Linked DNA regions of Danio rerio: region 1 is linked to region 2. A link is a contact called in public Hi-C data. All regions are on one chromosome and are shown on one strand. Each heading gives the region's core, a stretch centred on a gene start, on an enhancer-like site or on the middle of the called end of the contact. The rest is flanking DNA. Distances are from core to core; before and after follow the strand shown.

Region 1 (3,645 bases), core at 978-3,477, 270 kb after region 2:
CATCCAAAGACTTGTAGACCTTTAACTTCTCTCTTGTAAAATCACTTGGAGCTTCAATGAGATTGTATATTTCGGGCTGGATGCTTGGTCACTTCGTCTTATCCAATATTCATTGGGAGGGTGCTATCGCAAATGGACCTGTCAGATAAACGCCTCTCACTTTAACGTTAATTTTGCCAAATCACTGTGCTTGTCACTGGGTGACGAGCTGTTATAATATACTGAAAGCATTATGTAAATAATATATATAATGTGTAAGTAATACATTTTATTTCTAAGACAACAACAAACTCTGCACCGCATCTGATGTCATTCCCTCGCTGTAAATGCTGGCAATCCCGTTTTTTTCTGCCACCTCCCTGCGTGCGCATCCTGAATGTTTACAAACATGGTAATTGGTCTATAGCTTCTGAGAATCCAAAAAGAGCCACATATTGATAAATAATGTTGTGATAGCTGTTTTACATTAAGGTTTGATTGAATTGCCTCTTGTTACAGTTATGAAATAGTTTGATAACAAGCAGGAAATGTTCACGGGCCAATGACATGAACACATTGAAATGGTCTTCATAGAAAATAAATAATAATTTGCATATAACAATACACACAATAGTTTTTCTCTTTCAAAGACAAGTGACAATAATTATTCTTTGGAAAAAAAACTATTTTAAAAACACTGTAATTAGTATTAATATCTTTCTTAAAGCATATTTTAACTTGACCAAAACAAATGCAACAAGTTAAATTATTGTGATTTCACAGTAACTATAACTTTGTACTGCAATAACTAAAAGAGGATATGACAGTAGGCATGATGAATACTGAAAAAGAAACATTAAGGGTAATGTAAAGTTGGTTTTACATTGGTACATTTGTTTAGTGCCAACTTGTGACACGATCCCTATATTGCTTACCATGGTATTTTTCTTATTCTGTGTGAAACCACATGTAAAAAGGACTTAAGAACAACATTAGCACTATTTGATCGACTGTGAGTGAGCACTGTTGTGCTCTGATAGTCATTGGCTGATGATATTCATTTATTCATTTTCTTTACAGCTTAATCCCTTTATTAATTAGGGGTCGCCACAGTGGAAGGAACCACCAACTCATCCAGCATATTTTTACGCAGGTGATGCAACCTATTGCTAGGAAACACCCATACACTCATTCACAGACAAACACTCCAGACAATTTGGCTTACCAAATTCACCTACAGCATGTCTTCTGACTTGTGGGGGAAACCAGTGTTGTGCCGAGAAATACACCGCTGACGCAAAATGCATTCCCTCATAGACTTTCATTAACATTCTCAGTCAAAATTCTTTTTTTTTTTTTTATCTAAATTGATTAAAACATAAAATTATTATTATGATGGATAAAACAAGGACAAGAAGTTAAGCAAATTTTAAATGCGCTAGGTTAACAAATAAATGTAAAATAATAGTAATGACTGTAGTGTGGCCTAAAATTAGGCTTTTTGGTGGGCTTTAAACAGACATTTAGGTAACATGGAACACATAAAATTGTTGTTGCTGGTTTAAACTAAACCACCCATTACACAATTTACTTAATCTCATCGGCATTGTATTTAAAGTGAGTTTATTGATCTATTTATCCATGTATCTTCTCTATGGGAAGGGTTCCATTAATGAAACTCAACTCAGTCACTCTCATTGTTGTCATAACTCTAGTACTATTATTGTTTTAATCAATTTTAGTTAATAGATGAACATTTCAGATGGAGTGAATTTTAGGGCAGGGGTGCGCAACCCGGTGTAGCAGTCAAGTCTGTTCCCTTCTGGAATTCCAGTTCCAAAAGCAAAGTGGTTCTAAAAGTACGTATTTTTTCCGCGAACACGGGGAGAACGTGCAAACTCCACACAGAAACGCCAACTGAACCAGCGACCTTCATGCTTGTGAGGCAACAGCACTACCCACTATAATTTATATTATAATAAATTATATTATTAAGGGAAAAATTCAGAATGTCCTAATATAAAACCAACTTTACCTCAATAAAAGAAACGTTAAACACCAAAGAAGCTTTACCATATCAAACGCCTTTGCCATCCATGTTTGTACCTCACTATCTGAGGGCTGCAGAAAATCATTCTTCTCGGGATCAACACCGACTTCTTGCATCCCTATATACGTGTCAATAACAAACTTGTAAGCGTACAAATAAAGTAAAGTCAGCACAAATATAAAAAACAACAGCGTTTTCCCTGCACGTGTTTACGGAGGACTGTAATAACCGATGGACACCTCAGGGTGGTGAACAGACCGAGTAATCGATCGACCGAATAGACTCTATCTGTTATCTGCAGTTAGCCTGTCTGCAGCTAACATGAGAACTTATTGCCATGTAGCATTGTGCTAGCTAGTGAGTTACGTCTAAACCCGCTCTTGCTTCTCTTATTTCTTTTAATTTTCGGTGTCAAGTCTGTTAAAATGTTGAGTTCTACATGGAATTTCATCAAACGCCATAAGAGGAAATTCATCTTCACTGGGGTGTTTGTTGGAGGTAACTAACGTGGGCAACTGAACCTCATCCATGCATACATATCAGTGACTGTTCACTAGCTGTAACTATTTCTTGTTTTTAATAAAATACTTGTAGCTATAGCATGTTAATATGATGTGATGTGTAGTTTAGCGTGTTATTACAGTGTTGACAACCATTATATATTTTTTCCACATTCAGCCCTTCAATCTCAGTTCACCTGTCACCTAGTTTTTCTATTGGCATAGTCAAATCAAAGTTGAAATGGACTTTGCCCTGGTATTTTTAGTCAACAGAAAGGCTTTATTTAACTGAATAGTTCTTGCTTGCAGCATATCACTTTGTTAACATGGATGCTATACTATATTGTAATCTCAAACTTTTTATTTGCAGGTGTTTATCTGCTTGGTAAATATGCACAGAGAAAAATTCAGGAGATGCAGGAGCGAGAGGCAGCTGAATACATTGCTCAAGCTCGGAGACAGTTTCATTTTGAAAGCAACCAAAGGACATGCAACATGACAGGTAAACTAAATACCGCCATAACTGATGTTTATGTTGTTATAATTATTTATGGAGTATGTAATTTGTTTTTTGTAGTGTTATCAATGCTCCCCACTCTCCGAGAGGCAATCATCCATCACCTGAACTCAGAGAGTCTCACTGCTTTGCTGAAGACTAAGTGAGTTATGCACGTGTGTGTGTGTGTGTGTGTGTGTGTGTGTGTGTGTGTGTGTGTGTGTGTGTGTGTGTTTGTGTGTGTGTTTGTGTGTGTGTGTTTGTGTTTGTGTGTGTGTGTGTGTGTGTGTGTGTGTGTGTGTGTGTGTGTGTGTGTGTGTGTTGTAGAAGCTTAACTACATTATAAACGTAAAAGAATATAAATGACGCAAGTGATCATGTCTTTCTCTACAGGCCAGCAAATAAACTTGAAATCTGGGAGGATCTAAAGATTATAAGTGAGATTATTTCTCATTTTTATGTAGTTTGTCATATATTGTTTTTTCATTCATTCATTTTCTTTTCGGCTTAGTCTCTTTATTAATTAGAGGTTGCCCCAGCAGAATGAACCGCCAACTTATCCAGCATATGTTTTACACAGTGGATGCCCTTCCGACTGCAACCCAAGACTGGAAAACATC
Region 2 (4,012 bases), core at 752-3,251:
GGATAGATGGGCTTCAAAAAAAATTCTAATGATCATTAACTTTGCAAGGACATGTCGACGATGTTCCACTAGCCCTAACCCTAACCTATCAATCTATTAATACTCTACTAAAACTCTAATGAGTGTTAGTTGATATGTAGTTGCAAAGTTACTTAGTCAACACACCGTCTAAAGAAAACCATCAAAATAAAGTTTAACCAGGTTTTGAATTCTTTGTGCCAGTCTTTGCTGTATGGAATTTTACATCATATATATAGCACAATATATTTTATTTGATAAAAGATATATATATATATATATATATATATATATATATATATATATATATATATATATATATATATATATATATATATAAATAAAACATAATAGTTTTAAAAACCTATCTCTAATAACTGATTTCTTTTATCTTTGCCATGATGACAGTAAAAACTATTTTACTAGATGTTTTTTAAGACAATTCTATACAGCTTAAAGTGACATTTAAAAGCTTAACAAAGTTAATTAGGGTAACTATACTCTATATGAATTATAGAGTAATTCGGCAAGTTATTGTATGATGATTATTTGTTCTGCAGACTATCAGTAAAAAATATACCTTAAAAGGGCTGAAAATTGTGTCCTGAAAATAGCTTTTAAAAAATTAAAAACTGCTTTTATTCTAGCCAAAGTAAAACAAATGATTTTTTTCCAAAAGAAAAAAATATTATCAGACATACTGTGAAAATTTCCTTGGTCTGTTAAACATCATTTGGGAAATATTTAAAAAAAAGAAAACCAAAATCAAATAATAATTCTGACTTCAACTGCAAATATTTTAAAAAGTTTATGCGTTATGTAAGTGTTTATTAATGTAATTAAGCAGTGAGAGTTCAGTTAATTGCTCAAAGTGTCTTATGAAAATAAGGAAGGCTTGCAGAATGGCTCACTGAATCAATCAGTAAATCAATAACTTTTCCGTTTTCTCAGAACACTGACCTCTGAAGAAGCTTTATAAAATCGACAGAATTATCATTGGAAACTAGCCTATAGTGAAACAGTTGGTTCATGATTATCCATCCTTGAACCAACCAATACAACATAAAAAAATAATAATGAATGAGAGAATATGAGGATAAAGCTATTTTTCTGTCTTGGAAAGCAGCACAGTCTCCTGCTCTCTTCGTCTGCCTCATATGCACAGGTGCAGTGTTTTAGACAATGTCCCCTGGACTCTCACTGACCCTCAGCTGCACTTTCCGCTTTAAACCTTTAATAATACATGCAAAAAGAATATTAAATCATCTTTGCTAACTGTATTACAGTAGTTTATATCCAGATGCCTCAGGTATAAAGTCTCTCCGTGTTGAAAGTAATTTTTGTAGGCCTATTAGTTAAGACTTATAGTATATAAAAAAGGCAACATCAACGCTTTAAAAATAGCTAATTTATTCACTCAAACAGCTATCACAGCGTGTAGCACACCAGATCTTCATTAGTCTATTTTTTTGTACTTATTTTTGTTTGGCTGAAATAACAGATTAATACTTGTATGAGTTTTGAGTATGACCATAGAATACTTCCAAATACTCCAGTACTACTTGAATTGAAATAGGCCAATTATTAGTTCTTAAAATACTTTAAGTGTGACAGTTGTAAACTTAATTTCTACATCTAATATTCTACATTCCACTCTATCTATCTATCTATCTATCTATCTATCTATCTATCTATCTATCTATCTATCTATCTATCTATCTATCTATCTATCTATCTATCTATCTATCTATCTATCTATCTATCTATCTGTCTGTCTGTCTGTCTGTCTGTCTGTCTGTCTGTCTGTCTGTCTGTCTGTCTGTCTGTCTGTCTGTCTGTCTGTCTGTCTGTCTGTCTGTCTGTCTGTCTGTCTGTCTATCTATCTATCTATCTATCTATCCATCCATCCACAATGAAGTTGACAACTTACCTCAATAGGCAACTGAGCAGGTTCACAAAAACAGTGCACTTTAACTCCACCTAGTGTTCATTGTTCAGATGTGGGAATCACAGGAAGTACTGTTTACTAGGCCCGTTTGTACAGGCACAGTAGGTGTTTGTTCAAGGTTACAACGCGAAATAAAAAAGTAGGGTACAGTCATGTTTTACTTATTGGGCCTGGATAACGAGCAAGATAAGGTTGCATCCCGTTTGGAGGGACGGGGAATATATATAGGTGAGATATTCCCGCTCAAACCCTCAGCACTTCAGGGTCAAATGAAAATTGCTTAAGCAATTTGGCAGCTGCACATTTGCCTAAATCTGAAAATAATACCCACATGGTTTATGCACATTGTGAATTAAATTGATGTTGGAAAGTCGGACTATTTACTGGGGTATCTGTACCTTATTGTTACTGTTTACCGTTTGTTTTGCTGCAGTCTGTTTGCAATCAGAATGAGCTGTAGAGTTATTTAGGTCTGTATCCGATTCCCGGATAGTGTTTTTTTAGTGTTTTCATGTTTTAAGACAACTTAGAGATTTTTTTTTATTATTAGTATGTGGCTTTTCATCGCCAAAAACACGTTGTGAATTGTGTATTATAGCTGCTTGCTATTAATATTATTTTGGCTTTAACAACAAAACAATTATATTTTACCTAGCAATTGGTGTATGTTAGATTTGAGTGTTTTTCAGAATAGGTCTTCTACTTCAGCAGCACTTACACATTTTTTTTCATATGAGTTTTTTTCTTTCTTTTTATAAAGGGTTATCGTTATAAATTTACAAATTTATATTGTGCATACAATTCTACAAATTCTGAAAAGAAGCATTTTTGAAAAAATGTTAAAAACAGAAAAAAGTTTGTACCTGAGATTATTCAGTGTTCAAATTTTTGTGCTAGACATACAGTTGAAGTCAGAATTATTAGCCCCTCTGAATTATTAGACCTCTTATTTATTTTTCCCCAATTTTTGTTTAATGGAGAGCAGATTTTTTTCAACATATTTCTAAACATAATGTTTTTAATAACTCATTTCTAATAACAGATTTATTTTATCTTTACCATGATGACTGTAAATAATATTTTACTAGATATTTTTCAAGACACTACTATTTAGCTTAAAGTGACATTTAAAGGCTTAACTGGGTTAATTAGGTTAACTAGACAGGTAAGGGTAATTAGGCAAGTTATTGTATAACAGTGTTTTTTTCTGTAGACTATCGAGAAAAAATATAGCTTAAAGGGAGTAATAATTTTGTCTCTAAAATGATGTTTTTTAAAAAAACTGCTTTTATTCTAGCCTAAATGAAACAAGTAAGATTTTCTCCAGAAGAAAAAATATAATCAGAAATACCGTGAAAATTTCCTTGCTCTGTTAAACATCATTTGGAAAATATTTTAAAAAGAAGAAAAAAATTCAAAGGGGGCTAATAATTCTGACTTCAACTGTACATGTAAACTAACACCTACTTCATGACCTCATTTGCATATTCAAAGATAACATTTGAGAAAGCGGGTAATACAAAAAAGATCATTTCTAATTTTATCAATCTACTGATGAAGTATGATGACAACTATTGACATTATTTGGTTTTCTTATGGCTATAGATCAGGCATGTCCAAAGTCAGTCCTGGAGGGCCTTTGTCCTGCATATTTTAGTTCCGATCTTAATTAAACACACCCGAACAAGCTAATCAAGCTCTTTCTAGGTATACTAGAAACTTCCAGGGATGTGTGTTGAACGAAGTTGGAGCTAAACCATGCAGGACACCGGCCCTTGGGGACCGAGTTTGGACACTCCTGCTATAGATGATCTGAATATGATTTCTTCACATATCCTATTGCATTTGAACATTAAGCAGTACACAAGTATTACATTACAAACATTTCCCAGCTCTGCTGTCATTTCCTGGGTTTAGATCCTGGATTTGAGGATTTCAGCTTTATGCAGCTTTTATCCAGTTTTATTTCAATGTAATCCAATGGGCCATACCAAAAATGCCTGAATCATTAGACCCTTTTAAAAGTAATCAAAAATTAACATTCTG

Evidence for each region. Hi-C and Micro-C count contacts between places; a contact is called where the count stands out from the background.
Region 1: a contact with region 2 is called in a Hi-C map of an unstated tissue, with 2.9 times the contacts expected there. The contact joins the promoter of adat2 here to the promoter of aig1 in region 2. A contact is called at or near these places in 3 of 18 Hi-C or Micro-C datasets (caudal fin, hematopoietic stem cells and an unstated tissue) and 2 of 4 datasets of contacts at active chromatin or transcription factors (caudal fin and embryo).

Annotation. Positions count from the first base shown.
Region 1 is chr20:41,038,676-41,042,320 of GRCz12tu, forward strand. adat2 (adenosine deaminase tRNA specific 2) reads right to left here and starts at 2,228. Exons shown (of 6, transcript NM_001083097.1): 1 at 2,053-2,228. The coding sequence starts at 2,145. It overlaps pex3 (peroxisomal biogenesis factor 3), which reads left to right and starts at 2,309. Exons shown (of 12, transcript NM_200228.1): 1 at 2,309-2,527; 2 at 2,900-3,031; 3 at 3,107-3,188; 4 at 3,419-3,462. The coding sequence starts at 2,455.
Region 2 is chr20:40,768,189-40,772,200 of GRCz12tu, forward strand. aig1 (androgen-induced 1 (H. sapiens)) reads left to right here and starts at 2,002. Exons shown (of 9, transcript XM_073933551.1): 1 at 2,002-2,194.